Regions from separate parts of the Mus musculus genome. Here all the other regions are linked to region 2. A link is a contact called in public HiChIP or PLAC-seq and promoter capture Hi-C data. All regions are on one chromosome and are shown on one strand. Each heading gives the region's core, a stretch centred on a gene start, on an enhancer-like site or on the middle of the called end of the contact. The rest is flanking DNA. Distances are from core to core; before and after follow the strand shown. Region 1 holds the start of Dnajc24 (DnaJ heat shock protein family (Hsp40) member C24). Region 2 holds the start of Rcn1 (reticulocalbin 1). Region 3 holds the start of Dcdc5 (doublecortin domain containing 5). Region 4 holds the start of Hipk3 (homeodomain interacting protein kinase 3). Region 5 has its middle 36 kb from the start of Dnajc24. Region 6 holds the start of Cstf3 (cleavage stimulation factor, 3' pre-RNA, subunit 3). Region 7 holds the start of Tcp11l1 (t-complex 11 like 1).

Region 1 (3,880 bases), core at 586-3,085, 600 kb after region 2:
GAGAGTGAGAGAGTCAGGGGATTCTAACTCAGTCACTACCATGCTATCCCACACCTAGTCAAAATCCTTTTCCTCTACTACAAAAATGTTCAAATGAACAAACAAATATCTAGATTCCTATTGATGGAAATGTTTTGAAGCTTAAATTTCTGGTCGCACTGAAAAACAAAAAAAACTGTTTTCCCCACCATGATTTCAAATCTGAAAAGACTTACCAGTAATATGAGTTTCTGATATTTTTGTTTTAGGTCTGACATATTTGCAGATGGGTCTGCACCCAGAATGCTGTACCAATCCTTTTTGAGTGTCTGCTCCAAAGCCATCAGCGTCCTTTGACCTAGAAGGGAGCCTTCTCTGATGACCTGCAGCAGAAATGTTACAGCAATTCATTACAACCAGAATAAAGAAATATTCCTCCTAGATTCCTTACTACTTGAGTAAATTGCAAGCCCAAGAAAGTCTATATTTCCATTTTAAATGTCCCATAAATGCCATGTACAAGGATACAAGGATATAAAGATACTGAAAACCTATTAAATATTTCATGGAATATGCATATCACCTAAATAAATTTACAATGTTATAAAAAGAAATTGATAATGAGCCTGGGTGATGGATAGGCTTCTAAGAAGCGCTGACACCATTGCATACACTAGCAAGACTTTGCTGAAAGGACCCTGATATAGCTGTCACACAGAAGTGGATGCTCACAGTCAGCTATTGGATGGATCACAGGGCCCCCAATGGAGGAGCTAGAGAAAGTACCCAAGGAGCTAAAGGGGTCTGCAACCCTATAGGTGAAACAACAATATGAACTAATCAGTACCCCCCGAAGCTCTTGTCTCTAGCTGCATATGTATCAGAAGATGGCCTAGTCGGCCATCAGTGGAAAGAGAGGGCCCATTGGTCTTGCAAACTTTGTACAGGGGAACGCTAGAGCCAAGAAGTGGGAGTGGGTGGGTAGGAGAGTGTGTGTGGGGGGGGAGAGGGGTATGGGGAACTTTGGGGATAGCATTGGAAATGTAAATGAAGAAAATACCTAATTAAAATTTTAAAAAGGTATTTCTTATCTAATGGCAAAACTGGCATACAGGTGCTCACTAAACACACAGGAGCTTAATAAGTATGTATGAAACGAACAGATAAAAGGAATGGAATACCAAAGAAATGTTAAGGACATACATAGTTCCTGAATTTCCCTGGTTCGCTTCTTTCTTCTAGAGTAAAAATAAAGACGCACAAAATGACAGCACCGCACGGGCTCGGGGAAAGGGGAGTCCTCTTGCTGGGGCAAAGATCCTCACAGCCCATAAAGACGTTGCTCCCGAAGCTATGCACTCCAGGATGCCACAGTCCTCCAGACTTTAGAAACCAACTCACCCTGAAGCAGCCGCAGCTTGGCGGACACGCGGCGTCCACAGGCAGGCGTCCGCCCCACCGAGGCTGTCCCTGCTGATGCCTTCCCCTGGCTCCACACAGCGTCAGACTTATGGCGCTTCACTTTGGAGCAGGAGTCCACTTGCTGCGGCAGCCGGACGGAAAGCGGAACCCACTTTCTTTTCCGCCGGAAGTTGGAGTACAGCGGGAGTACGTTTCCAGTCGCGCCCTAGTTGTTGGTGCACATTACTGAAAGGCCCCGCCTCCAGTCCAGACGCGGCCGCTATGGTAACGCGTCGGGATTTCTGAGGTTTTGTCAACAGTGAGAGGTACGCAGAGAAATGCCTTTCCTCAATTTGCTCTAATTCTTCCTTTGCCCCGACACCACGATTGTTGCATCCCTCTACATCTCCTAAGGTGCACCTTCATCCTAGGTTCCTCTTACTTTACCTTGAGCAACTCCGGTCCTATTTGTTTATACTGGGGACGGGCAGTTGGTGATAAGGATGAGGATGGCTAACAAATTATGCCTAATAATTTCCGTTAAACCTGAACAACTGACTTAAAATATTTTTTAACTGCAAATCCTTTCCCATTTTCTATCTCTTTGTCGCTTTCGCTTCATCCCAGTGAGACAGCTGCGGAAGATGTTGCTAGAACTATTTTGTAGATGAGGAAACAAATCAAGGACAAAGGCCGGGTATATAATTATCCAGGTGTAGAAACAGCGTTCTTAACAGAATGAACTGTGCTGTTGTGTTCTGTCTCTCTCTCTCTCTCTCTCTCTCTCTCTCTCTCTCTCTCTCCCCCCCCCCCCCCCATTGTATCTGGAGATGAGAATCATCTTAGTTTTGAGACCTTAATATGATCTCCCTTGGCAATACAAAGTAGTTTTGGTGTTGCTACTTTCTTAGATGTACTTTCCCTTTTGTCTTATTTCTTCCAAATATCAATTCAAGAAGCACCAAAGATAAAATTAGGTAGGAAATATTCTAATAGGATAAATTATTTACTGTAATGAGCATTGCATGACGTAAGGAAAAACTGCAGAATGATACAGTTGACTTTAAAATCTAAATATAAAAGCACAGATTGGGTTCTCCAATGGATAGATTTTGTCATGTTTAAAGCAAAGACCATTATACAGTGGCAGGATCTAGCTTCATTCCTGGGCTTAGAAAACTATGTGTGTGAGCCTACCAAAATGCATAGTGAGTATTGTGAATCTCTCCCTGTACAATATTATAAGAAAGCCCCCATATACCTTACCTAGCCCTCAAATAATCCTTCTTGACCCTTGTCTGTATACAGAAATATGTTCAAGAAGTCCAATTTTGAGAACAAAAGTTTTGATATACTATTCCATCAGGTTATTGTGTAATTTATTTTCTTTAGCCAGTTTGTTTGATGTTTTTTCATATGAACTCACAAATGCTTTTCATTCTCATCTCCAAGAATTCTAGCATTGTGCACTAAATGAGATGAACTTTTTGCTTTATCTCCAAGGTGTCCTTGGTCAACCTAAGCTGTCAATATTTAATTGATATCATCCAATAAATACATTCTCTTTAACTTTCTCTGTTTCAAAGATGTCTTATCGGTGGTTTGCTTGGGTATGTATTCAGACACTTGAAACATTGAGTCTGGTGGTTCTGTTTCTGAAAATATATTTGGTAAAACTCACTTCTTCACAAACAACTTATTGCTGTTGTTGTGTTTAGTTCATTGAAAAAAAAAACAGATGGCTTGTCTTATAATCCAAATAATTAACATTTGAATAAACTCCTCAAGATGGCTCTGACATGGATCACTAATCATTAATTTCCATTTTAGAACAACATCATTCAATAGAAATATAGCAAACCCCAAATTCAAGCTCTATGTGAGACTTTGAAAATATTATATTTGACATCCAGAATAGTTTCATTATAAAATGGAATAATGTAAATTAGCACCTCTCAGTCTGGACTACCTATTTTCAGTTTCAATAGCCTCATATCATTAATAGCTACAACATTGAGCAAAGCAGGTTTAGAGAATGAAGTCATAACTCTTTTCCAATTGCATTGATTTTTACTGTCCATGCATTTCTATGTGTGGGTATGCCACAGAATGTGCTAGAGGTCAGAGTACAACTTATGGGCATCAGCTTTCTCCTTCTACCATGTGGGACCTGAGGACTGAACTCAGCTTGTCAGAATTGGTAGCACTTGTTTTACGTTCTGAGTTATATCTGCCTCCTAAAGTCCTAGCATTTTATTCTGGCATTAATTTACCTTCTATAGTAGTTGAATCATTAGACAGTACTTCTTTCAACTTCTATGGCAAGTTGTATAAAATACTCATTTGTAATCTTCCAATTCCGTGATGTATTATTGTCTCTAGAGGTATGTATTGAAACTGTTTCCCCCGTGGAATTGCCAGCCTTCTGGAGGAAGAAACCTTTCTTATTTGACAAGCTAAGCACTGGAAGCTGACTTGCTTCACATTTCAAGTTTGAGTG
Region 2 (4,319 bases), core at 192-2,691:
TTTATCAATGGTCCCTATTGTTAAAAGTCCCAAAAAAGAAGAGAAAGTGCTTCCCTACCAAATAAAGGACACTGTTTGGAGGTGACTTTGAAGTCCAAAGGTCTTTTTTATCACAACAGGCAGGTATTCACCTACACAATGGGTATCATTAATCCTGTCCTGCTGAATGCCCTGGCCCCTTTGTCGAACAGAGATGGCTGTGTTCTTTTCAACTGTAGCAGAACTCGAAGATCCTCCTCCCCCAGGAGCAGGTTCTGGAAGCTCTGGTGGCCCACAGGGAGGATGGCTGTGTTCCTCCACAGCCCTGCCTTCACCTGGTCCTCACTAGCTCCTAGTCCCTCTGCACAACGGTCAAGTGTCTCCTGGGCACCAGGGTAGGGGTACTGAGATGATGCCCGGGTTTGTTTCCTGATTCCAGGCTAAACTCACAAAGCCCCACCATAGCCATTTTGCAGGTTTTCTTTTTTTCTCGCCCCCTCCGCCCCCAATCAGTTGCCAAAAAGCTGAGTGCTTCTTCACCCATAATGCTGGGAGCAGAGGCCAAAGAATCCGTTTCCAGCTCTGTACCTCTTGCTCCAATGAGCCCCTTTAAAAACCTGATTTCTGGGATGACTGGTCAGAGGACAAGAACATCCAGCCTGATTTAGAGACAGGCCAAGAACAAGCCTCTCCATCTCTTACACATTTGTTTGATCTTGAGATGTTTTTAAGCAAGTCTCAAGTGCCTCTCTCTGGACTATGGGAAAGAACCAGGTACTAAAAGGCCACAGCCAACAAACTCTGGCTCACTCCAGTCACTTCTGCTGAAACCTAGATGAGGGGGCGGGCCCTCTCGCTCCCTGCTCCGGAGGCCTCTGCCACGTTCTCGCCTCCCTGTGGGAAGCTATCCCGGCCGGGTGTGGTGGCGACCTCCACACGGGGGTCTGAGCGCCCGCTGGCAACTTTGTGCCTCTGAGCCTCAGCTCTGGCCTCGCCCCTGAGACCAACTGGCGCGATTTCGCTTTCGCTTTGCGCTTGTGGTCCCGCGTGGCTCCCTCTGAGGTGGCCATGGGCCCCTGCGTGGTCCCCGGGCGGCCCGGGCCGCAGCCTCACCCCAGCCTCTCCTTGCTCTCGTCCGGGCTTAGCTGATCGAAGGTCTTGGAGTCCTCCTTGCCCAGGAAGGCCTCATGATCGTACTGGAAGCTCTGGTTGTCCTCGGGCGGCCGCTCGCCCAGCTCTGAGTCCGGCCGAACCACGCGCTCCTTGCGCACCGTGGGCTTGGCCCGCAGCGCCAGCACCAGCGCCAGCAGCAGCCCCAGGGCGAGTCCCAAGCGGCCACCGCGCGCCATGGTCGCGAGCAAAGGGAGGCTGCGGGGCAGTGGGGGCTCACAGCGCCGCTGCCGCTGTCCCCTCCCCAGCGAGGGGCGCGCCCGGCTGGCTCGAGGAGGCTCGGGCCGCCCCACTCACGCGCCCATTGGCCACGGCGCCGCCGGGGGAGGCTGGGGCCGCGGAGCCACGTCGCCAGCCAGGGTGGTGGGCGCCGGGCTCCGGTTTCGCTTCGGCCCCTCCCCGCTATCTCGTTGCGAGGGGCGGGTCCAGATGATGGGGGTTGCGGACTGGAGGGTTCTCTGCAAGACCGGAAAGAAGTACTTTGAGAAAATGCAACAGATGTTTTGGGGTGATAGCTCGTCTTCGCTTTTAGAAAAGCAGCGCTTCCACTCAGCTTCCAGCTGACAGCCCGAACTTCAGCCCAAGGCTGGCCCAGAGATGAACATTTAAGTCCGGTTAACAATTTGCATTGTGGTTAGGAGAGCACTTGAGTCTGGAAGGAGGCCAGGATGGGCGTGGTCCCCTAGGTTAGGGAGAAGGCAATCTTAACATCCATGGGATAACACCAGAGGACTGTGGGAGGAGACGGGGTGAATAAGGAGAAGTTCTTTCAAGCTCCTATGGGAGAGAGGCAGAAAGGCTTCCTAAAAGAAGCAGAGATATCATATAAAGCTTTCGTTTCTGAATGTTGGCAAGCCATTTTTACAAACCTACTATCTGTCTCAAATCCTATCAGCGTATTAAATCCGAAATAATGATACCAGTTAGTGATGGTCTGTATTATATAACTTTCTACAGCGAAGGAAATGTTCTCTATATGGCCACTGAATACTTGACATGGAGCCGGTCCAAAGCCAATAGTTGAGCTTAAATGTAAATAGCCACGCGTGGCTAGTGTCTAACAAACTGAGAATGCCCGTCTGAACCTTTTACTCTTCACAAAAATGCATGTAAATGTCAGAGGGTCGACGAATCTTTTAAAGAGTCCCAGGAAACTGTGGTTGAAGAGAGAAGCCTCCTCCTAACCCCAGCCCTAAAAGCTGCAAAACCACCTGTTCACCCCCACCTTTCTAACATTCTGAAGAAAAGGTCAGCTTCTCGCCCTTACAGTAAGGAAACCAAGACATTATAGCACAGAAGCAAGAATCTTTCTATTAAGATCATTTTCGGTCAACCAAATAAGATGATGAGCCTGATACACATAAGCATTTATGGCTGCCTTAGGATTTTACTGCTGTGAACAGACTCCATGACCAAGGCAGCTTGTATAAGGACAACATTTCATTGGGGCTGACTTATAGGTTCAGAGGTTGAGTCCATTATCATTAAGGTTGGGAGCATGGTAGCATCCAGGCAGACATGGTGCAGGAGGAGCTGAGAGTTCTACGACTTCATCTGAAGGCTGTTAGGAGAAAACTCTCTTCTAGGCAGCTAGGATGATGGTTTTAAAGCCCACACCCACAGTGACACACCTACTCCAACAAGACCACACCTACTCCAACAGGACCAAATTTTCTAATAGTGCCACTCCCTGGGCCAAGCATATGCAAACCAGGGCATAATGAAAACGAGCCAGCCAGGGTTCTACAGAGTATACATAACATAGTAGGCCAATCAAGGAGGGTTTCCTGGACTGATAGAAACTGAGGTAAAGGTAAAGGGTAAGCCAAGCAGAGCGATGGGCCTATTCGAGAGGTCCTGTGTTAGCTGGCAGAGGACAGTGCAGCTGGGAGTGATGCTCTGTGACCTTGGACAACCTCTTCTAGATGTCAGGGAGATGGGGGCCGGGGAAGAGGGGACCCAGTGTTTGATGGATCCAGTGTTCCTCCATTGATTTTCCATTGGGATAAGAAGTGCTATATTTGAAACTAGAAAAGTGTCAACTGTTGGTAAATTGGTGTGGACTTGTAGCCAAGGAAACACAGTACTGTGAGGATGCTCCCTTGATGGTTAATCAAGCTTCTAGTGGGCAGTTCCCAGATGCAAAGAGAGACCCCAGGGAGGGAGCAGCAGAGCTCCTGCCCCCTCCACTGCATGCTGCTACTGTTGCCATCACTGTCAGACTGCAGCTTCGTCAGACTTCCGAGGTGGATGGGGGACCAGGAACTCACAGGCATCTTCTCACCCTTCAGCACTAGCTAGGGATGAGCAGCCATCAGATCTGCAACCTCTTGGGCAAACAGATGGCCACTGATTGACTAGCCAGCTCCTTGTAAGCCAACCTAATAGAGCCTCTTTTGCAATGCTTGTTTATTTATTGTTTCTATTCCCTGAAAGAATCCTGACTAATAAACTTGTCAAACACATGTCTTGAGGTGAGTGGCATAATACCCTTTGTGTTTGCAAGGCAAGTGGGATACAAATCGAGTCAAGGGGTGGGGGAAGAAGAGATTGGAAAGGGGATGGGACAGGGAGTGGGGGCTGCTGACAGGCTGCTCACTCATGACTTTTGCCAGGACAGGCTTGGGCTCACTGGTGTTGAAGCAACACATCATGAATGAAGGTGGCATACCTTTCAGCCTTGCCACAGTTGGGCTTCCTGCCACACACTGCTGGTTTCCCATAGAGTGTTTCAGAGGTAGACTCATTCCCTGTGGGAATTACCCACAGTGCTGTGAATCCGGAAGACTTTGCGTAATTTCCCCCACAGCTTGCCTACGTTCTCTTCCCACATTTCCCCCCCAATCTTCCCTGTGAGAATTAAGAAGTCCCCTCAACCAAAGGATTAGGAAAACTGATGACACAAGCTAACTTGGGGTTCTCCTCTAAGTGATTGTGTTCTTTCATTCTTAAAGCTCGCTTTTTCTTCCCTCCTGTGCTTCTACGGGGAGACTGATGAAGCACATACTCACCTCCTAAGTTAGCCTCCATCCTCAATGAGGCAAAGGGTCTTAGGACAGAGGAGGCACGTAGCTGAGGGCTGAACCAACGCAAAGGAAAAGCAGTTTCAGACAACTGACAGGATATGCCAATCAGCTGCAAGTAGCACCATCCAAACTCAGGCTAAAAAG
Region 3 (3,932 bases), core at 293-2,792, 680 kb after region 2:
TTTTGAAATATTATTATTAAATAAAATTATTATTATTTCTTCTATAGTATATACAATGTCATGTATATTATATTTTACATATATAATATGGTAGAAATATTATATAAATATAAAAATATATAAATATGTAAATATAAAAATATAAATATCTATTATACATATGAAAGTGTAAGACACCTATTTACTTAAAACATATAGAGAAAAGTAGTTTCTCTGTGTGTATAAAAGTGGGCTTGTTAGAATTTCAGGCGTTAGTTTCTCCAACTGGATGACAGAATTCTGCACAGATGTCGTCACATCACGCTTATGTTTTTGATTTTACTCATAGCAGTAGGAAATCTTAACCTCTTAATCTCCAACGTTTTTCTAAGCAGCGAACACACCAGACTTTAAGTTTGGCTTTGGTAGGGAGCTGGAGAACCAGGTGTCCTAAACTGCAAGTTTTCTTAGCTGAAAGTAAGATTTAGGAGAACACAGGTAGCAAAGGCCATTTGCATAGCTCAACCTCTCAGTAGCTCAGCTGTGCTTGATTGCAATTCCATTTCAGTGCTGGGCTTCTTTGCATAAAATATGCAACATATAACATAACCAAGGGCACAGACCTACGCCCTTAGCTTGTGATCTGCTTAATTCATTTTCCTTGCAGAAATATGTGTAAGAATAATATTGCTAGGATCTCTATCTATCTTGCATGTTTATCTTTGGGATCTACATACATTTAAGAAAAGACCATGTTAAATAAAAGTGATATGTATTCATTTTTTTTTCTGGGCCCCAAGATTTTGTTATTTATTTCTGGCTTTTCAGGGGAAAACTAAATTTCAGAAAACATTACCTAGCTGCCATGTCATTTGAGTATTTTACACTAGAAAGACTGTATCAGCTAAGCATGTGCAAAGTGTATAAACATATCTGTCAAGTCCACATGGATGTTACATGACAGGCCCACAAGTAAATATCCTTCCACAGCCCCTGCTGGGATAGCATTCCTGAATCCACCACTAGCTTAAATATTCTGGGGACTTGGGAACACAAAGGCATGAGAAAATCCTTGCTTAACATTCTCCTCTTTTCTATTTAAACAATCTTGTCACCCTGTGTCGTGGGTTGCTTTAACGAATACCAATGATGGGCCTGGGGTAGGAAGGCTTATTATAAAGGTGTGGATCATACTTTATAAATAATTTCCAGATGTGATATTTTGGGTACACGGACTCCTCTACAGGACGCAGGACACTGAAACATCATGGATCGTACAGTTTTTATCAGGACAATGCAAGTAGGTTTTCGGCAAGGCTGGTTCCAACTCATCTGTGATAAATGAGAAGATAAGGCAATCAGTGCACACCATGACACTCCATGCAGCTAGTTAGGCACACTTCAGAACTATTCAGGTGTGCTCACACAGCTTATGAGACTTGCATGGGGGGGGATGTCGCAATATAAATACATCCTTCCTGGTGGCCACTGGTAACGCAGGAATTGCCTCGCTAAGACTTAACCCAGGTCAGACATAAATAATAGATGTTAAGAGTTAGCTCTAGTCTCGAGGCTGCATTCCAGACAGCGTATCTCAGTTGGGTCAAAGGAATCCTTCCCCCTTTTCTCTCCAGTAGTTTCTCTGCTTGAAAAATGCCTGCAAAATTCCATCAGTCCTTTGAGGGGACCACTTTGGGTCTCTAAGGGAGAAGGTTTCAGACCCTTGGGGGCTAAGATGCACGGGCAAGGAGTTCTTGGGGCCTTGTATCAACGGTTAAAGTCTGCAAAAATATTATTACAAGCAGGTAAGCCATCCCTTTTTAAAAAGTACTGTATTATATATATTTTTTCAGATGTATTTGGTTCTATAGACGCAATGATTGGCATTGTGTCATAAAAGAACCGTGACATGTTTTGTGAGCTCAGCGCCTCTAAGGGAGCCAAAAATGCTCTGGAATCTCAAAGGCAGCAAGAAAGGGGCTGATTGTGTCTGTCTTTTGGTATGGAGTGTCATCTGCCTCATCTTTCCTCACTGCTCACTCTGCAGAGGAAAAGCAGATCCTTACATGGTTATTCCAGAGTCAGTAACACCAACGAAGGAAATGAATTCATCTGCACTCCTCTGAAGGCTGAGACTCCTCATTTTTCCTCTGGTGTAAACTCACCTCACTATTGTAGAAATGGGTCTAAAAGCAAATCAGATTCTACAGAAATGAATCGTGAACTAACTTCTCCTCAAGAGAACTTAATTCCATTATACTTATTTAACTTGTGTATTTCAGGATCCAGAGTATAGTTGAATTAATGTATTTGACTAAATTAAATTAGATTTTACCTTTTAATCTCTGTGCATTTATTCTATAGTTGTATGTTTATTTATACACACACACATGTATGTGTGAAGGTAAAGACATATGGTTTTGTAATTAGTTTTGGGACATTTGATTGACTTAAAAAAGGATTTATATTGTAACCAGAATGTTGCAGTTTGGATAATTACAAAAAAAAAAGGTTGTACCATTAAAAAAAAAATCTTCCAACATAACACTTAAGAGAAGCCAACCTTTGTGTTAAATAAGGGTGGGGTTTACATTGTAAACTTGGAGGTTCCATTTTAGAATTTGGCTCATTATCTCAGGCCACCGGCCGCTGATAAATGAATATTTTGAAAGCGTCTCACTATTCACTGCACACAGAAAACTGGAGGGAGCTGGGCTCCAGATGACAGGCTCGGTGTTCACACAGCACCTCCTGCTGTCCACTCGGAGAACTGCAACACACGATGGGCAGAAGAAAGTTCATCAAAGCTCTTGGAACTTCCAGGGACGTCTCAGACTTTATTTTTAGGGAAAGTGTACTTAGTTTCTTTTAATGAGATATAGTGATTCAGAGAGGATTAATAACTACTATAGACAATTTGATTAAAAATCCAGACTGTTCCAATGTTCTACTAGGCCAGCATATACAAAAACCAGTATAAGAAAATTTTTGTTCTTTTAATTGTTTAATATTTAAATATTAATGTTCAATATATAATGATTTTATAAAATAAATGATGCCTTTCTGAATTAAATTTATTTGTAGTTGTGTTTCACTAAGTGAAGGGTTTTAAGTTATTTTCAATGTTAAAAAATAGCATATGGCTTTTATTGTAATTTCAAGAAAAGCACTGTTTAAATAAAATCTGGAGATAAGCACTTTCTAAGTTTTATTAAAAGTGAGGGTTGGTGAGACAGAAGACATCCGGACAATAAGGGCCAACGCCTCTTATTTCTGCCACTCTAAACAAATGCTAAACTCAGGAGTTCAGTTCACTGTGGCAAAAATGCCTTGAGGATTGCTGCTTTAATTTAAAGAGGTCATTACTCAAAATGCTGTCAAGTATAATTTATTAAATCTTAGATGTAAATATGAGCAAAACTTTACATTTTTAGTTAGTTGCAGATTGTTCGTTTAACTACTCTATAAGCATTTCAATATTATGCTAAGTTTAAGAATCCTTAAACGTCTCGTTTCTCTGCTACTTTCTCTACCTCTATGCCTTACTGCATTGTAACAATGTTAAGCTTCATCATGCTATAGGTAAGCTGAAGTACAGGGATGAAAGCAAGGAGGAATGCCATAAGTTTGCAAAAAATTCTATTTTCTTTAGTCACGCATGTTTAATTATATGCACTTGGGTCCTCTTTCCATGGCTTCGATGTTTTTAAAACTCACTGCAGTGGCACTGTTACAATGCCACCTCTGGCCATTGGCAAGCCTGGCCACATCTTTATCTTATGAGTGTCCCCCTCGGCATTAATGAGCATTCATTGAGCTGCACTACTTCACTCGGCCTTCCAGAAAGCTGGTTCTGTTTAGTTTTCTGTCTCACCCTGTTCAGGAATCACCAGACAGGTGAAACGTGGACGAGGGGCGGCTCTTGTTTTGTTAACAATTCTTAAGATTATAAA
Region 4 (3,793 bases), core at 62-2,561, 900 kb before region 2:
GATAAGACTGGGAAACAACAGGCTTCCCCCAAGATCCACATACCATTTTACAACAGCCGTCTCCCCCCAGACAGGAAAACAGACATTCTGGTCCCGAGTCCTTTCCGCTGGTCTCCCCACAGCGCGAAGGGAAGAGGGCCGCCGCCGCCGTAACGAGAGAAGCCGGCAACAGCCCCGCCGCGCGGCCGCCACGCCTTCCTCCCGCCGCCGCTGGGGACGCGAAGCCTCGGATCACATTTCTCCTCCCCAACAATCACACGCACGCACGTCTCCAGAGTTGACACCCTCCAAACCCGCCGCCCCGCGACGCCGGTGACAGGGCCACCAAGCCTCCGCGGCGCAGCCACGGGGCTGGGCGCTCCGGCGGCGGCGTGCGTGCACGTTGGTCTTCGCTCCCATCAATGAAAGGAACGAGGTCTCCGTAGTGACGGCCTAGAGCCGCCGAGCCGAAACGGGGGGCCCCCGTGGGACCAAACAAAACTTCGGTTGCTGGGAAGAGCCGTTGCGCAACCTAGGCTTGGGGGAAGGCCCGGACAGCCCGGCGCGGCCAGGGCGGCTTCCCGGAGGCTGCGCCAAGCGCGCGCGGAAAGCACGCGCAGTCCCCGCGTACGGCCTCCTCGGGCCTGGCTTGGCGCCGGCCTTCGGGAACCGCCCGGGCCGGCCGCACTGGACAACCGGGCGGGAACGGAGAGCCGTCGCTCCGAGGGTTCCCCCGGCCCCCGAGGCCCCGCGACGGCGCCGAGCTACCCGCCCTTGCCTGGCTTCCTTACCTTCCTAGAGGCCCGCGCTCTCCCCGCTTCGGGCGGCCGCAGCCCTGAGCATGTCCGGGGTGGGTCGCGGGGGCCGTGCGGGGACCCGGAGCCAAGCGCTTCAGCAGGCGGCGCCACCCAGCCGGGGCTCAGCCCCTCTCGGCGGCCGCTGCCATCTTGTCCTGGCGGCTGAGAGGAAACGGCGAAACACCCTCCCCCGACCGCTGCTGCTGCTTCTCTGGCTGCCGATCGCCGGGCCCGTCTCCCTCATCTTCCTTCCCGGGGACCTGGGGTGGGGACCGCTCGACTGGGGAGAGGGGCAGTGACAAGCCGGCGGGCCACCGGGGCCTACGGGCAACAAGGGATGCAGGGCCCGCGGTGCTGAGGGCCCATTTCCCCGGAGTTGAGACGAGGACGAGGGCTGCTTGCGAGGCCGCGTCGCCCGGGGCCTGCGGCTCGGACTCCTCGGGGCGCCGCGCTGCCGGCAGTCGTCACCCGGGCAGCTGCGGCAGGCCGCCCCGATATCGGGCCCCTCCTCCGCGCGCCCGCCGGCCTCGGCCGCCGCCTCCGCAGCGCCACCGCCCGCTCGGCCGCTCTGAGCGCCGAGCCCGGGCGGCCCCGCTCGGGTAGGGCCGCGGCGCCTCCGCGAAGCCCCTCCCCAGGGTCCGCCTGCAGCCGCGCCCTTGACGCTCGCAGCCCGCCAGGCGGCCCGCGCGGATCCAACCCTGAGCTCTCACGCCATCCCCTCCAAGAGGAACGGCTTCCGTCAGCCCTCCTCTGCAGTTCTGAACCTGACTCCGGGCCCAAAAATACACATTTAAGGGACAATCCTAATACCCAAAGGGGTTCAGATGCGGAAGCAGGATTCCACAGGCCTTTCCAGGTTACCCCATCCTAATTCTCTTCCCACCCCTTTAGAATCTGTTTCTTGGCATCTTAGGAGTCTAAAAACGCAGAAAGAGAATGAATAATCTAAGCCTAAAATAGGTCCTTCTCGCTCCCCCATTCCAAAACAGCAGGAGACTTGTCACACCACGTCAAAGAATGAGGGACGGACTCTCTTGGAAGTTTTCCAAGTGCACCACCACAGTGGTTGAGAAGCTGCCCACCTCTACGTTGATAATTCTCCATCGAGTTAGTTCCACACCCAAGCTAGTTTCTTCGCTCCTGGAAACTAGGAAATCGACAGAATGGTCCATTTCCACCCACGTAACCATAGAACCATGGAATTTGAGATGAAAGAATCTTACTGATGCATAGTCCAAACTCTTATGCTAAGACAAGGGTTTAGACAAGTTTCGATGACGTGAGCAAGGTTAAAGAGCAAAGCTTTAGTCTCCACCCCTCTCCCCTCCATCTATCTCTCCAGAAAGCATCTATCTTCGAAGCAACCCATCATTCAGTAAACCTATTTTGCCACCTGTTTCGTCTGGGTTCTAAACTAATATTTAACGTTTCCGCAACGCAAGCACCTCTGTCTCTATAATGGAGATGTCCTTTGCTTTCTTCCTTTACTAGAAGGACTGAGCTTGCCGATGTTATTTCTCCACACATATTCTCCATTGCAGCAGCTGGGGCTAAAGGGAGGGTCAACTCGCTGGGTAGATACTAGTCCTTTACCTATTGCCTTTCAAACTAGGACTGTGTAGAATGTCTTTAAAGGGGGAAAGGGTATCCCCTCGAGGCCACTGATAATCCTTTTTCCAGTGACCAGTGTTTTCTTCAAGATAGGAGTACAGTGAAGACTAAAGTAGAAAAGCTAATGACTGATTTTTAGAAAAGGTGTATGCATGAGATGGCCACAGTGATGCAAGTCTCTATTGCCAGCGCCGGGTAGATGGACAGAACCGGAAGAGGCTCGAGATTACCCTCTACATCCAAAAGGAGGGCAATGTCGGAGCCATTCTTTATTCTTTAGCATTTACATTGGATTTCTTTTAAGGCAATAATCTGAAAACCAAACACAAATTATTGCTAAAAAAAAGAGAGAGAGAGAGAGAGATAGAAATCTACACTAATAGAGAACTCTCTCCATTAGAATTTACTTTTCACAAGCAAGCATATCTTTTGCAAGCATATCTCTAGCCTCCTAATGGAAGACTTTCCTCATTTTGCTACATTTATGAAGAGGCTGGAAGTGAGCTCCCCACCCCCCTTCTGCTGAGTAGTTCACTCCACCCCACCCCCTTCCTATGAATTCCAGGAAGGATTTCTGTCACCTTTCTTTTAACCCTTGCCTTGCCAGTGACTAAATATAGTACCTAACTTAAACCTTCCCAGTAAAGCTTGCTAGATAAATAGACCCCCTCCTTAGGGAACCTATTGTGTCCTAACCTAATCCACTTCGTCTCTTCCCCCCCCAAATCCGTTCTGAGCTGGAACATACAGATGGTCTTTCAAAACCATGAAGTGGCCTTTGGTTGTTAAGTTCATATTTTTAGAAGGATGGTTCTAAATGGGGTGTAGTGGCTCACTCCTGGTCCCTAGTACTCCAGAGCCTGAGCTAGGACGATCTTGCAGAGTCCAGGACCATGGGCTTCATAGTGAGTGCCAAGCCATCTCAGAATACAGACTGACTTCCTCCCGGAGTGAGGAAAGACTAATCATCCTCTCGTAGTTTCAAATATGTTTAAATACAGGCTACTTCTGACAGAGAGACACAGGCCTGTGACTCAGGAGCCTGAAGCAAGAAAACCTCTAGTTCAAAACAGTCTGGGCTACACGGTGAGTTCAAAGCCCACCTGAGCCCTGTCTCAAAAAAGTTTTCCAGGTCCAGGGAGTCCTAAAATTAAGGGTTTAAAGTCAGCACACAAAAAGTTAACTCCAGTAAGTCCAGTGATGGGAAGAAGGCCTTTGGCTAGCCTGCCTCCTCCAGTTAGTGAGGCCCAGGCTCACTCAGGAGAGCTCATTGAGAACTGTCAATGGACAAGGCAGAAAGCCATTGAGCAGGGTAGGCTCAGAACTTCACTCCACGGCAAAGGAAGCCAGTGAAGAAGGGTTTATTTGGGAAGGTAAAAGTGCAATCAAAGAAGTCACTACAATCT
Region 5 (4,035 bases), core at 103-2,602, 640 kb after region 2:
AGAGAGGGGGAGAGGGAGAGAGAGAGGGGGAGAGGGAGAGAGGGAGAGGAGAGAGAGAACCCTGAGTAATACAAGTGTCCTTCCAGAAGGAAGGAGAAATGAACTTGGTAAATGTAGGAATGGTTCCAATTAACAGAGTGTAAGACCATGGTATCTTCTGGGCTTCATCGTCCCACAGCTGGATGTTCTCAAGTATGCCGAAGCTTGTCCAATTTGATTAAACTGGCAAATCCTGTACCTGTCTCACCACTGTGACTACACATTCCTGTTGATCTCGATGCCACTCATTGCCCTGGAATACTGGGTCATGAGTAGACATCTTCCACTTTCTCAGAGACATGTGACTTTCAATTCCAGAACACAGGCATACTGGATAAACTAAGTCATTCCAGTACTATCTCAATCACTTTTCTTAAAAAAACAAAACAAAAACCAAAAAACAAAAAAATAACAACAACAACAACAAAACCCACACACCAAACCAAAACAACAACAACCTGTATCGTGTGTGCTTCTATGTCTGTGTACCATGCATGCGTATGCCTGGTGTATGCATGTGCGCTCCTCTTCTGGCATCTTCTGGAGCAGATGGTTGTAAGCTGCCGTGACGGTGGAGGTCCCTTAGAAGAACAGCTAGTGCTCTTGACCACTGAGCCATCTCTGCAGTGCCTATCACCTATGCTAAGCCAGTTCTTGTACTACCGAGGGATAGTTTGCAAGTTTTATCCATGTAAGGACTGCATCTCTCATATATGTATATACGTGTGTGTTTATGTGTATGTGTATGTGTGTGTGGGTGTGTGTGTGTGTGTATTTCCTGGTACTTACATTGCTCATGCTTAATAAAGTAAATCATAAAACTGCAAATTCTTAGTTTTTTAAGCTTTAGTTTAACTAAACAAAGTAATAAGGCTTAGTGGTAGGACAGGCTTGGGTCTAAACGTCTCTACTGTCTCTACTGATGGCATGTTCATTTACTTAACCTTTCTGACTTTCCACTTAAGTGTAAAGGGAAGTTTTCCTCCGGGAGCCAAGAACCCTTGTTATGGGGTAGATGTTAATAACTCATTACAATGGATCCACTGTGCTCTTCCACAGGGCGGTTCCTTTTTAGGAGTTTATGTCAAACTAGGAAACAGCCATTATTAAAGCTACTGACGGTCGGTCCGGTCGTTTGCAGCTCCAGTTTGGCCCCAACCGACTTTTGCATTCAGTGGCTGTATCAGAAGGGTCAAGCCTTCAGGATTGTTCTACACATCAAACAGATCACAGCCAGGAGGAACCATCAAATCCAGATAGCTACAAATCCAAGAGTAAAAACAATTCTTGTTTTATGTCGGCATCCAAGAGAAACAGAGCTGTCAGCGTGCCAGTGGGTCAGCTGAGGCAATCAAAGGCACTCACTGTTCTTTTTAACCAACTGTTGAAGCTCTTTTATTTGAGCAGAATTTATAGTGACTCCATTGACCATTTCAGACATTTAAACACAGCGTATCATTTGGGTTTGGGTTCTGTTTTCTATTGTTATTGGATTTTTTTACTTTGAAAACACTGGAGTCACAATGTTGCTAATTGCATTTTAGAAAACACGAGATGCCCTCCAACCTGTGTTCTCGAAACTATAAAAAGAGCACCAGTGGCAGCAACACTGCTTACAAGACATTTATTTTGAAATAGAAATCTGTGCTTTTGTTATTTAACCAATATTTTGGAACAGTATCAAACTGAAACATAGTTATGAAACCATCTGGTGCCTCCATTTTCAGATTATCATAAGCTGTTAACCCAAGAGTTAATGGGCAGAAAGGAATGCGGTGAAAAGACAGACTAAGGCGCCGGTGCGCCCATTGCTTTCAGTGTTTGGATAGACTGGTACACAGTGGTTTGAACTTGTCTTACTTCAAGCTTTTATTTTAAAATATTGACTTTGTTTTAATAGCCTTGTAAATTAATACAATTAGAGAATTTCAAATAAAATATTTTTGGCAGCTTACCATGTTCTTTTGAAAAAAAAATCAGAACTAGTTTTGATTGAAGATAAAATCTAAAATCTCAGCTCCTACTACCATCCACACAATTTGAAATTGTAAAAAATAGAGGCAATAGACTTGACTTTTGAATTAAACTTTTCATCATAATAAACCTATTTGAATTTCTCATATCCTTTAAATATTCAAGAACTTCCATAAATCTAAACACTTGTGGAGAAATCTTGGACATTTAATATCCTGTAATATGAACACCCTGCTATTGTTTTGGCTGTCAGAATGTAGCAGGAGTCTGACTGGCTCCAGTTCTTCATGTTCAGAATCAAAACAAGAAAACTCTGGGGCTTTACAGTAAAATGTCCCGAGTCATCCATTCTCAGAAAGGAAGAGTCTTGGCAAACATCTGTTGTACGCTTGGATACTTTTAAACAGTGTTGAACTCATTGTATCAAAAATTTTGTTGTAGGATCTTATCTGTAGACATAATTTTATGTGTTTACTTTGGAGAATGTATGGGCTAGCATTTTAAAACAAGTTTTAAAGAATAAATATGCACCAAGTTTTGTGTTTTCTTTCTCTCCCTCCCTCCCTCCCTCTCTCTCTCTCTCTCTCTCTCTCTCTCTTTCTTTCTTTCTTTCTCTCTCTCTTTCTCTCTTTCTCTCTTTCTTTCTCTCTTGTTTTCTGTTTAGAGTATCAAAGTCCTCTCTGAAATTTAAGCCACCCCATAATTGCCAAGAATTGTCTCAGAGATATAAACTTCAACCAGGAGTTATTAGAGTAACAGCTTACAAAACTGGATCTGAAACAGCCTTTGCCAAAATTACTGTACTAACCTTCTATCACCTTGGTAACCAATTCCCAACAATATCAATTCTTTATGTCTTATTCTCTTTAAAATACAAACAATTAAGAAAGATAATCATTGTGTGAAAATCTTCTTGTTAGAAATCCCAATCTGCTCATTGCTTATTTAGTCATAGGCATTTTGCTGCGTCTCTCTTTTTACATATATAAAGCACTTTGCTTAGTAATTAGGCAGATTAATTACATACAATGCTTATGCATTTTGGGGAGTTTTAAAACACAGAATGTTTGTAAATAATACTTGACAATAATAAGGTATTTTTATAATTTGATTTTTTGTTTTTGTTGTTGTTGTTTGTTAGCATATTTTCCACTGTTGGGAAACAGCCACAGCATTGACTGAGTTACAGAACCCGACACATGACTCAGTTGGCCTTCTATTTTTGTTTTGTGGGAATGTGCTTCTTTCTTTGTACATCGCTGCATCTTACCTGTTATTTTCTTCTAGTTGCTGGAAGAGTATACAAACAAGCTGAGTCTGAACATGGCTGCACAACTAGTCTTCTTGGCAGATGGCACGAAAGTCCTCAAACCCGAAAATATACCCCACGAAGCCAACATTTATGTTGCAACAGGACAGCCCATTTTAGATCCATTCAAAAAAAAAATTAAAGGTAAAAAAGAAAAAGAAACACCACACTCTCCCACAATAAATTGCTTAAGGGGTGCAATTAAAAAATGATTTTCTTCCTGTCTTTTTTGCATGGTTTAACAAAACTAATGTTTACGCATTTACAGCTCAGTAAGAGGATAACGTGCTTAATGAAAGAAAAATCCACTGACAGCACGTTTATTGCCCTTCATTAGCATTGGTGCTTAATTTAATATAGATCTGAATAGACATTAGGGAGCCTGCAGGAGGTTAAATGGTGAAAATATAATAAATTAAATCAGAGATTATTGAATTTACTGTTTAGTTTCTGTGACACTCAGCAGACACAATTCATTAGATGGATGCTTTCAGAAAACAGTTCAAAGTTTCCAGGATCATCTTTCCATTTATATTCTTGGTCTTTTTTTCAGATTGTATTAACATAGTTATGAAATTGTGGCAAGTAACGAAGAAGTGATTCTTATGTACATGTTAGAGCTCGATTTTGATTTTCTTCAACCTTTAAATATTTATATGTATGTATTTATACAAAGAATCTCAGTTACTGGTCAAGATTTCTTCCACGTGTCA
Region 6 (4,150 bases), core at 1,228-3,727, 810 kb before region 2:
AATTAAGGCACTAGATAGGATATACGGAATGGTGGGTTCTTGTAGTCTGGCAAGATCATCTGTGATCTAACAGATATAATGGTATGCCTCCAGACCCATTATTCTACAAGTGGAGTCAAGAGAATAAGGAGTTCAAGCTACATGAGACTCTTGTCTCAAATACAAATGCAAAGGACCAGCAAGGACTTAGTGGGTAATGATGACAGCCATCAAGCCTGACGACCTGAGTTTCATCCTAGAGGCATTTACATTGAAAGGAGAGATCAGATTCCCATAGGTTGGCTGAACACACAAAAACAAATAATAAATGTAAAAAGAAAATTAAAATAGACAAAACCTGATGGGTGGTGGAGGCACATGCCTTTAGTCCCAGCACTCATGAAGCAGAGGCAAATAAATAGATCTCAGTGAGCTTGAGGCCAGCATGGACTACATAGGTTGAACTCTGTCTCAAAACAAAAACAAAACAACAACAAGAAAAAAAAAATCAAAAACCGAAACAACAAAAAGACAACACCCCCAACATGTAACATAAAACCTAGAGATAGCATAAACCAGCCTGCCTCCATTTTAGACTTGAAAGCCATCTTATAATAAAGACAAGCCATTCCTGTTTAAGATTGGATCTTTGTTTCTCACGGATTGGGCTATGCCTCACCTATTATTTTAACTACTAATGGTTTTATATGGCCTATTCCAGGAAATGGCAACCGCACCTTTGTTTCAGGGGGTAGTTCTGATCACCTGGCAACCGCACCTTTGTTTCAGGGGTTAGTTCTGATCACCTGGCAACCGCACCTTTGTTTCAGAAGTGTATTGTGCTCACCTGCTGTTATGATCACCTTCTTTTGACCACCTTGTTATTATCACCTGGCAGCCATGACTTTGTTTCAGGTTATGACCAGCTTGTTATGTTCTGCTTCGTAGCCTCTCTTATTTGCCTGCAAAATCTTCCATTTGACAACTCTCTACTCTTGAACTATAAACACCTGTATCTTCCCCACATCCAAGGCTGATCTCTTGGACCCAGACCTTAGAGACAGCCTGTGTGCATGAAAAAAAAAAAAAAAAAAAAAAGTCTTGCTTTAATTAACTTGATCATGATTTGGGTTGGTGGTCTTTCTCCTTGCATCTGTGACATTAACAATAACCTCTTTAAATGTTTTGATGAATACACGCACGCATAGGCGTGCACACACACATGCACACATATATACACATAAGCTATTTTATATTTCTGGCTTAATTTTGTGGCTATTTTTAGATTTATATATTTATCTTGTGAGTGCCTGTGTGTTTGTAAGTGCAGGAGTTTGCAAGCCATAGTGCATGTGTGGAGGTCAAGGAATAACTTCCTGGAGTCGGTTCTATCCTGTCAACTCATTGGATGCCAGGATCAAACTCAAGTTTTTTGGCCATCACGGCAAGCACCTCCACTCTTTGAACCATCCTGGCTCATTGTGGATATTTTTCTAAGTCAGTCACATCAGCAACAGTTTAAAAGAGTAACGCCCCATTGAGGGAGACTTCTGAAATATTCAGACTCCATTATCAAATGTTGCAGTGACTCAATATATGTACATTTGATTCATGCATCTATTTGCTTAAAAAGATATATGCATCTCATTGTATGGCCCTCGTCCGTGGGCTCTACACACCAGGCTGCCCTCAGAGATCCATCCAGCCTCTGTCTCCCGAGTACTGTGATTAAAGACTTGTGCCACCACCGCTCAATAACCTCCTGGTTACTCGTAAGCCAAATAAGAGCTTTTACCTTTTAAGTTAAATCTTAGCTGCTGTTGCTATTCCTATCTTTAGGCAAGGAAACAGAGACGCAGATAATGCAAATTGCCCAGTCTACTCCTCTATAGTAGGTGAGAAGTCTGGATGCAAAGCAACATTCCTTCGCCACTATCAACGCAATTTTGCAGATAAGAGATCGTGGTGAGACGCTAAACTAAAATCCCCGGTCTAATAGTGAACGGTGACAGCAAAAGTAAAAAAAAAAAAACAAAAAACAAAAAAACAAAAAAACAAAAAAACAAAAAACAGACTTGATGTGTTCCTCTCCTCCCCAAGAAAAGAAAACGTACAGAACGCGTTAGTAGACTCCTTATTCCCGAAACACGAGAGGTATTCACTAACTCTCAACGCTATTCCCTAAAATGGTCAGTTTGCCTGTACAGAGCGGATTGGCAGTCAGGCTTCAGCAGGGAGGAGCTCGGCTCTGCAACTCAGTCGTGAAATTCCAAGAAGCGCGGGAGCTCCCAGGCCAATCGGGTGGATCTTTCCGGCCGGCCTCGGAAATCTGGACAGCGGCGTCATCAGTTCCGGGCGTGACGTTAGCTCACGCACTGAGCCCGCCCTCTGGGAGCGCTCTGCGCTTGTGCACCTCCAATAATCCGGGAGTTAAGCCTCAGCCCCGCCCACTGTCCCGGAAGTGAATACGGAAGCGCCTCACACCCCCTCTGCCGGCTGGGGCGCAGCCATTTTAATTCAAATCTGAGTGGGCGGCGGCGGCGGCGGCGGCGGCAGCGGATTTGGCGGCGGCTTTGGCTCTGAGGGACAGGGGTAGTGTTCCTGGTTTTGGTGGGGTTTGCCTTTAGTTTAATTTTCCTTTTCTAGCTTCCCTTTGCCGGCTGGTGCGTACGTTGTAGTCCCCCGAGGCCATGTCAGGAGACGCAGCCGCGGAGCAGGTGAGGAACGGGAGCGGTGGGGCCTCGTGGCGACCTCTTCTCTCTCTAGCCCTGTGGGTGCGAGCACCCCGTTCGCGTGAGCAAGGGCCCTGAAGAGCTAGTGAGCCCGGGGATCGGGAGCGCATCCCCCGAAGTCTCCCAGGTTTGGGCTTCTCTGTGGCGTTCGTACGAATAAGTATGGGACTTAGACAATGGCAGAGACGTCGCTTCGCCCTGGCCATTGCAGTTTCTTCGGTCGGGACGGTGTATTTCATACCACTTTAGTGTTCCGGTAGTCCCAGATTGTTCTAACGTGTATCTGCGCTGGCAGTGTTTTCCTCGTCTGCCCCCCAGTCCTCTGTCCCCAGAAATAACGAAATCAGTCTGGAAAATTCGGCCCCCGAGAGAGCGAAGGTAAAAAGAGCCACGGCTCTTCCGAGCTTTGGGGGAATTTTGTGGATTCGCTTTCTTCCCCTCTCGTTTAGGAACACTTTATTTTTGCTTTTACGACCACGCAAACATTGCAGAATTTGGTAAACTGAAAACTCGAAATGTGCTTTAGTCACTGTAGGCACCATCTGTTTGGATGGTTAGATATGAATGATACATAAGTATTTTACAAATGGGACTTTTAGATAGGAGATCTCACCCTTTTGCTGTTTGGCTGTTTGTTTGTTTTGGATAGGTTTTCACAGTGTAGCCCTGACTAGGCAGGACCTTCTGACAGGATTGCTTCCTTGGCCTCCAGGCGTCCATCTCCATGTTTGGTTCTTTTGCTCTTTTATATCCTAAATTTTGTAGGCTAGTGTTTGGCTTTTACTGTAAAAAACAAAACTGAGTTTTTGAAAGGTGTGTGTTTTGATCTTGATCCACGTATATTTAGTTTTAAAAGAAAACAAAGTCCTAAATTTCTTATTGCTATAGCAATGAAATACGCTTGTATTTTTATTTCTTTTCTTTTTCCCAAATCCCCAGCTAATAAAATAGAAATTATTGGAGGTTGACAGATGAGGTAAAATAGGACTGTATGTTAATGAAGTGTAGGCAAATTAGAACTTAATTACTTTGGTGACTGAAACGCTTGAGGACCAATTTAATTCCAAGTCTTGGCAGTGCTTTTGCATTTTATCTAAAGTCAGGGTGCCCACGAATGCAGTGTCTTTGAACTATTTTTCTAAAACTGTTTATTTTACTCTACTCTTACCGGGCTGGCATTTTTATTTTCTGAAAGTGAAGGAGTGGTGTTGAGGTTTCATTGGATGTGTCTGAAATTCACTGTTTTATATAAATTTGTAAAGACAAAAATTTGCCATGCTTTTGTTTTAGAACTATGCGGGTTTTAGTTTTTGTTGTGGGTCATCCTGCTCCACCCCAGCTAGAGGTTGAACCCCGGGCCTTATGCATGCAGGGAAGCAATCAACCACTGAGTTAAAAGCCTTAGTAACACAGTGTGTGATGTTTTCTATGAGAACTGT
Region 7 (3,732 bases), core at 352-2,851, 690 kb before region 2:
GAGCTGTCCAGAGGAAGTCATTCACTGGATACAGAGAAGAGGAAAGGCAAGATGCCTTGAGTCACAAAAGACTGTCCCTGTCCCCCCAAGACCCTGTTCAGGTCCTGTCTCCTCCCAGGGCTCTTCCTTCAACCTTATGAATGTTTACATCTTTCTCCAAAGTCCTGCAAGGCTGATTGTGAGACAGCTGGCATCCATCACTGCCTTTAATTCCAGTCAAAATATGATTATTCCAATAGGGATAGGAAGCTGAAAACAATCTAATCAGAGACGGACAGGCATGCTTGCAAGGAGCCACAATGAAACTCAAATTAGCATGACGCTGCTATTCTGAAGAGGAGGAAGCTGAGAAAACTTTCCCAGAAAAGATGACATGTGACCTGTCTTTGAAAGGAGTAGAATTTCACCAAGTTATAACGTCGGGGTAGGGGTGAAAGGAGGGGGGTTTTCATTCCTCCAGCAGAAAAGCCAGTGGTGCCTGAAATGGAAAAGTGGCAGTAAGCAAAGATGGAAAGAGGAATTGGGGGTCTGGTGGGGAAAGCGCTAATTTGTACTCTAAAAATGAAATGAAAAGCTTTGTCTAGATTTTGAACTTCTCAAGAGCCAAGATCAATCATATTCTCCATAAATGCTCTATTAGTATACCCCTAAGCCCCCAAGCCCGGCAAACAGATACTCATTTGTTGACAGACATAAAACCCTGTGTCATCTGTGTGATGTCACTGTTAGGAGGGGTTGTTCAAGGTGTTTTGGGTAGCACTGAACCTGTGGTTTAAAAGTGACAATAACTTCAGTAAAAGTGGCCCATTTTTCTTAAAATGTCCTATTCCCCCATCACTACTGAGGTCTCATTCTGTGTCTTTACTGTGGCTTCAGTTTTCTACAGTTAAGTGCCTCCTGGTTTCCTGCATAAGGGTACCCTGCGGCCACAGACTGCCACACCACCACCATTCCACACTGGCAGCTATAATTAAAGAGTAGTAGGATTATGGGGGGGGGGGTGCTATTTAATTGCTCTCATTCATTCACTCAACAATCATAAAACCCTATGGTACCTAACCAGGAAACCGAGGGGGAGGATCCTGGCACGGGGACCGGCATCTGTCGGAGCTGCACGCCGGCCCAAGCTGAACACAAAAGAATCCTCCAGAAAGGGTCTTTCAAGCGAAAAGAAAAGATCTCTGACCCCCGGCGCCGGGAACCGCGTTCAGATTTCGTCGTAAACAGCTGTTTCGGTCGGCGAGGGCAGGGGCGCGCCGGGGAGTCCGGCCTGGAGGGTGGGCCTCACCCATCCCTGTTCTCCTCCTCGCTCCACCCTGCATCCTCGGGACCCGACCGGCTGGGAGAGGTCCAGAAACCGGAGCGCTTTCGCCCGGTGGATCCCGGGCCGGCCCGCCGGCCTCTGCCCCGCTCACCTGCCGCGGCGTCGGCGACCACCCAGGGTCACTCCGGCTGCGAGTACCGCGGGGTCCGCGACGCGAAAGGGGGGGAGCGATGCGCGCCGGCCTGGGCGCCTGGGCCTCGACCCCCGCCGGGGCGCCTGGCTCTCCCCGAGCTGCGGGCCGTCCTCTGTGCCCCGCGTCGGTGGGCAGCGCCGGCCGCGCTCAGTGCGGGGCGGGGGAGGCGGGATGCGCCTGCCCAGCGTGGGCGGCGCCATGCTCCTGTACGGACCGGCGGCCGGCTCTCCCGCTGTCACCAAGGGGCTCGGGAATCTGGCGCTCGGAGCTGAGCTTCACTACGTTTTTGTGTGGAAAGGCTGATGCGGGCCCGGGGAGGGGGGCGGCCGAGGGAGTGCGGTGGCCCCCGGCTCGAAGTCGCTCCGGCCGCACAGGGAGGCGCCATGTTGAGGTTGGGCAAAAGCGGAGGCGATGGCGCGCAGTTAAAAGTGTGGTAAAGCGCAGGGCGCCTTAGAAGCTACTTTCCCTGCCAGGACTTTGAAAACTGAATATTCCATCAACCAGGCCAATCTCACTCCCTTGCCTTCATTTTGGACACCCACACACTCACAGGCTCCTTTTGGATTCTGAGCCCTGGCTTGAGCGGTCCCTTCGAAGTGTTTGGGTGACCGAGGCTTCAGCTTGATATGAAAAGAGGCGAGAGCAGCGGTTCCCTAGCTCAGCCCTTGGAGAAGTTGCGTTCCAGAAAGGAAGATCATTTCCCCTAAATATCATGTCCCTGGGTCCATAAAGTTGGGGCGGGCATGATCATTGTTGTACAAGAAAAAAAAAATTAAGCCAACAAAAACATCACCCCACTCCAAGCCTGGGGCGCTATAATAGCTAACTTCACTAACAGAAATACTTTGTCATCTGTCTCTATCTTAAATAAAAGATAGGAATCTTTGCTACTTTGTAGATTCTCCTCCCCCACTCCTTCCCCCTCTAACACTAGACCGAAGAGAAATAAGCATAGAGGGGAGAGACAGAGGACAGAGGGGGTGGGGGTGGGAGAGGGATTCTTGATTGATTGATTTGGTTTTTCGAGACAGGGTTTCTCTGTATAGTCCTGGCTGTCCAGGAACTCACTCTGTAGACCAGGCTAGCCTCGAACTCAGAAATCCACCTGCCTCTGTCTCCCAAGTGCTGGGGTTAAAGGCGTGCACCACCACGCCCGGCTAAGGGATCCCTGAATTTAATTTCTTTCCTTTTTTCTTTTTTTCTTTTTTTTTCTTTAAGCACTACTACTAACAAACCGCATATGTAAACTCCGGGCCCCACCTACTGTTTATATATCACTGAAAAGTTTCCAGAATTCCCAACTCACACAATCATAGAAACTATTTGCAGCTCGCAAAACGGAGCTGGAGCTCGAGGCAAATCATTGTCCGCTGTTGCAGACAGTCCTAAGCAGTTCCCCCATCCCTATACCTGGGATTAAAATGAAAGCACATTTTAAAATTTGTGGTTTTGTTGGGCTTTTTTTGGTTTTTGGAGACAGGGTTTCTCTGTGTAGCCCTGGCTGTCCTGGAACTCACTTTGTAGACCAGGCTGGCATCGAACTCAGAAATCCACCTGCCTCTGCCTCCCAAGTGCTGGGATTAAAGGTGTGCGCCACCACTGCCCGGCTTGTTTGTTTTTAAAGATTTATTTACTTATTTTATATAGGTACACTGTAGCTGTCTTCAGACACACCAGAAGAGGGCATCAGATCTCATTACAGATGGTTGTGAACCATGCATGTGGTTGCTGGGATTTGAACTCATGTCCTTTGGAAGAGCAGTCAGTGCTCTTAACTGCTGAGCCATCTCTCCAGCCCTGTATTTGTGATTTTAAAGAAACTAAAATTCCGAATTTCTCAAAAATGTCACTACATGATTTAACTGCTTTTTAGTGCTTTATTAACGAACTTATTTATACATTTTTTAACGGTCCCAGTTTTAATGGAAGGTGTATAGCGTGCTGCATTGCATCTTGAGGCTGAGTTGCTGTGTGTCTGCTTTTTGCAACTGAACAGAGGAATGGAGCATATAACTAACAAGAAAAAAGGCCCTCCTGCCTGCCTCCGAGACCTGGAGGATCAAGTCACCTCTGATCCCCTGAGCCTGGGGGTCTCCCCAACCCAATTGCCCTTCTGAAGTCAATTCCCCCAGGAGCCTGGCTAGGACAGCCCCCAAATGGGGGCAAACAAGGAACGGGATGCTCAGTCCCCCTTCCAGTCACTTTAGGAACAGTACTGTGTGACAGCAGCAGGAAGAGCGTCCATGGGCTTGTGTGGCAGCCGGAGCAGGCTGGC

What was found. Promoter capture Hi-C pulls out the DNA fragments that hold promoters and counts their contacts. HiChIP or PLAC-seq counts read pairs in DNA pulled down with a chosen protein or histone mark.
Region 1: a promoter capture Hi-C map of pre-B cells shows a contact between it and region 2, with 8 times the contacts expected there. The contact joins the promoter of Dnajc24 here to the promoter of Rcn1 in region 2. A contact is called at or near these places in 26 of 39 promoter capture datasets (the 3T3-L1 cell line, 3T3-L1-derived adipocytes, the C10 cell line and 16 more), 3 of 484 Hi-C or Micro-C datasets (bone marrow-derived macrophages, group 2 innate lymphoid cells and regulatory T cells), 14 of 115 datasets of contacts at active chromatin or transcription factors (the 230-238 cell line, astrocytes, cardiomyocytes and 8 more) and 2 of 9 other capture datasets (adipose tissue and liver).
Region 3: a contact with region 2 is called in an H3K4me3 HiChIP or PLAC-seq map of stem cell-derived neural progenitor cells, with 7 times the contacts expected there. The contact joins the promoter of Dcdc5 here to the promoter of Rcn1 in region 2. A contact is called at or near these places in 4 of 39 promoter capture datasets (the 3T3-L1 cell line, the C10 cell line, the SN4741 cell line and 1 more), 12 of 115 datasets of contacts at active chromatin or transcription factors (astrocytes, embryonic fibroblasts, embryonic forebrain and 6 more) and 2 of 9 other capture datasets (adipose tissue and embryonic stem cells).
Region 4: a contact with region 2 is called in a promoter capture Hi-C map of pre-B cells, with 5 times the contacts expected there. The contact joins the promoter of Hipk3 here to the promoter of Rcn1 in region 2. A contact is called at or near these places in 5 of 39 promoter capture datasets (the 3T3-L1 cell line, hippocampal neurons, liver and 1 more) and 2 of 115 datasets of contacts at active chromatin or transcription factors (bone marrow-derived macrophages and memory CD8 T cells).
Region 5: a contact with region 2 is called in an H3K4me3 HiChIP or PLAC-seq map of stem cell-derived neural progenitor cells, with 2.5 times the contacts expected there. The contact joins the enhancer-like site here to the promoter of Rcn1 in region 2. A contact is called at or near these places in 4 of 39 promoter capture datasets (the SN4741 cell line, embryonic stem cells, hippocampal neurons and 1 more), 5 of 115 datasets of contacts at active chromatin or transcription factors (astrocytes, embryonic forebrain, embryonic hindbrain and 2 more) and 2 of 9 other capture datasets (embryonic stem cells and liver).
Region 6: a promoter capture Hi-C map of pre-B cells shows a contact between it and region 2, with 3 times the contacts expected there. The contact joins the promoter of Cstf3 here to the promoter of Rcn1 in region 2. A contact is called at or near these places in 1 of 39 promoter capture datasets (pre-B cells) and 1 of 115 datasets of contacts at active chromatin or transcription factors (memory CD8 T cells).
Region 7: a contact with region 2 is called in a promoter capture Hi-C map of stem cell-derived epiblast-like cells, with 4 times the contacts expected there. The contact joins the promoter of Tcp11l1 here to the promoter of Rcn1 in region 2. A contact is called at or near these places in 6 of 39 promoter capture datasets (the 3T3-L1 cell line, hippocampal neurons, liver and 2 more).

The regions. Positions count from the first base shown.
Region 1 is chr2:106,001,714-106,005,593 of GRCm38.p6, forward strand. It overlaps Dnajc24 (DnaJ heat shock protein family (Hsp40) member C24), which reads right to left and starts at 1,836. Exons shown (of 5, transcript NM_026992.3): 1 at 1,381-1,836; 2 at 216-362. The coding sequence starts at 323.
Region 2 is chr2:105,397,878-105,402,196 of GRCm38.p6, forward strand. Rcn1 (reticulocalbin 1) reads right to left here and starts at 1,442. Exons shown (of 6, transcript NM_009037.2): 1 at 1,093-1,442. The coding sequence starts at 1,328.
Region 3 is chr2:106,079,457-106,083,388 of GRCm38.p6, forward strand. It overlaps Dcdc5 (doublecortin domain containing 5), which reads left to right and starts at 1,543. Exons shown (of 24, transcript NM_177844.2): 1 at 1,543-1,784.
Region 4 is chr2:104,493,178-104,496,970 of GRCm38.p6, forward strand. Hipk3 (homeodomain interacting protein kinase 3) reads right to left here and starts at 1,312. Exons shown (of 16, transcript NM_010434.2): 1 at 771-1,312.
Region 5 is chr2:106,037,104-106,041,138 of GRCm38.p6, forward strand. It overlaps the pseudogene Gm9342. Among named protein-coding and RNA genes, the nearest start is that of Dnajc24, 36 kb to the left of the region's middle. Within about 2 kb of position 1,353, at least 14 of the 459 cell types and tissues checked have an H3K27ac peak or open chromatin away from gene starts, as enhancers often do. A contact at or near this core is called in stem cell-derived neural progenitor cells, where this site is marked.
Region 6 is chr2:104,588,007-104,592,156 of GRCm38.p6, forward strand. It overlaps Cstf3 (cleavage stimulation factor, 3' pre-RNA, subunit 3), which reads left to right and starts at 2,478. Exons shown (of 21, transcript NM_145529.3): 1 at 2,478-2,696. The coding sequence starts at 2,670.
Region 7 is chr2:104,710,561-104,714,292 of GRCm38.p6, forward strand. Tcp11l1 (t-complex 11 like 1) reads right to left here and starts at 1,602. Exons shown (of 10, transcript NM_177190.5): 1 at 1,416-1,602. It overlaps Gm6306 (predicted gene 6306), which reads left to right. Exons shown (of 1, transcript NR_166704.1): 1 at 1-2,343. It overlaps Pin1rt1 (protein (peptidyl-prolyl cis/trans isomerase) NIMA-interacting 1, retrogene 1), which reads right to left. Exons shown (of 2, transcript NM_001033768.2): 2 at 3,366-3,732.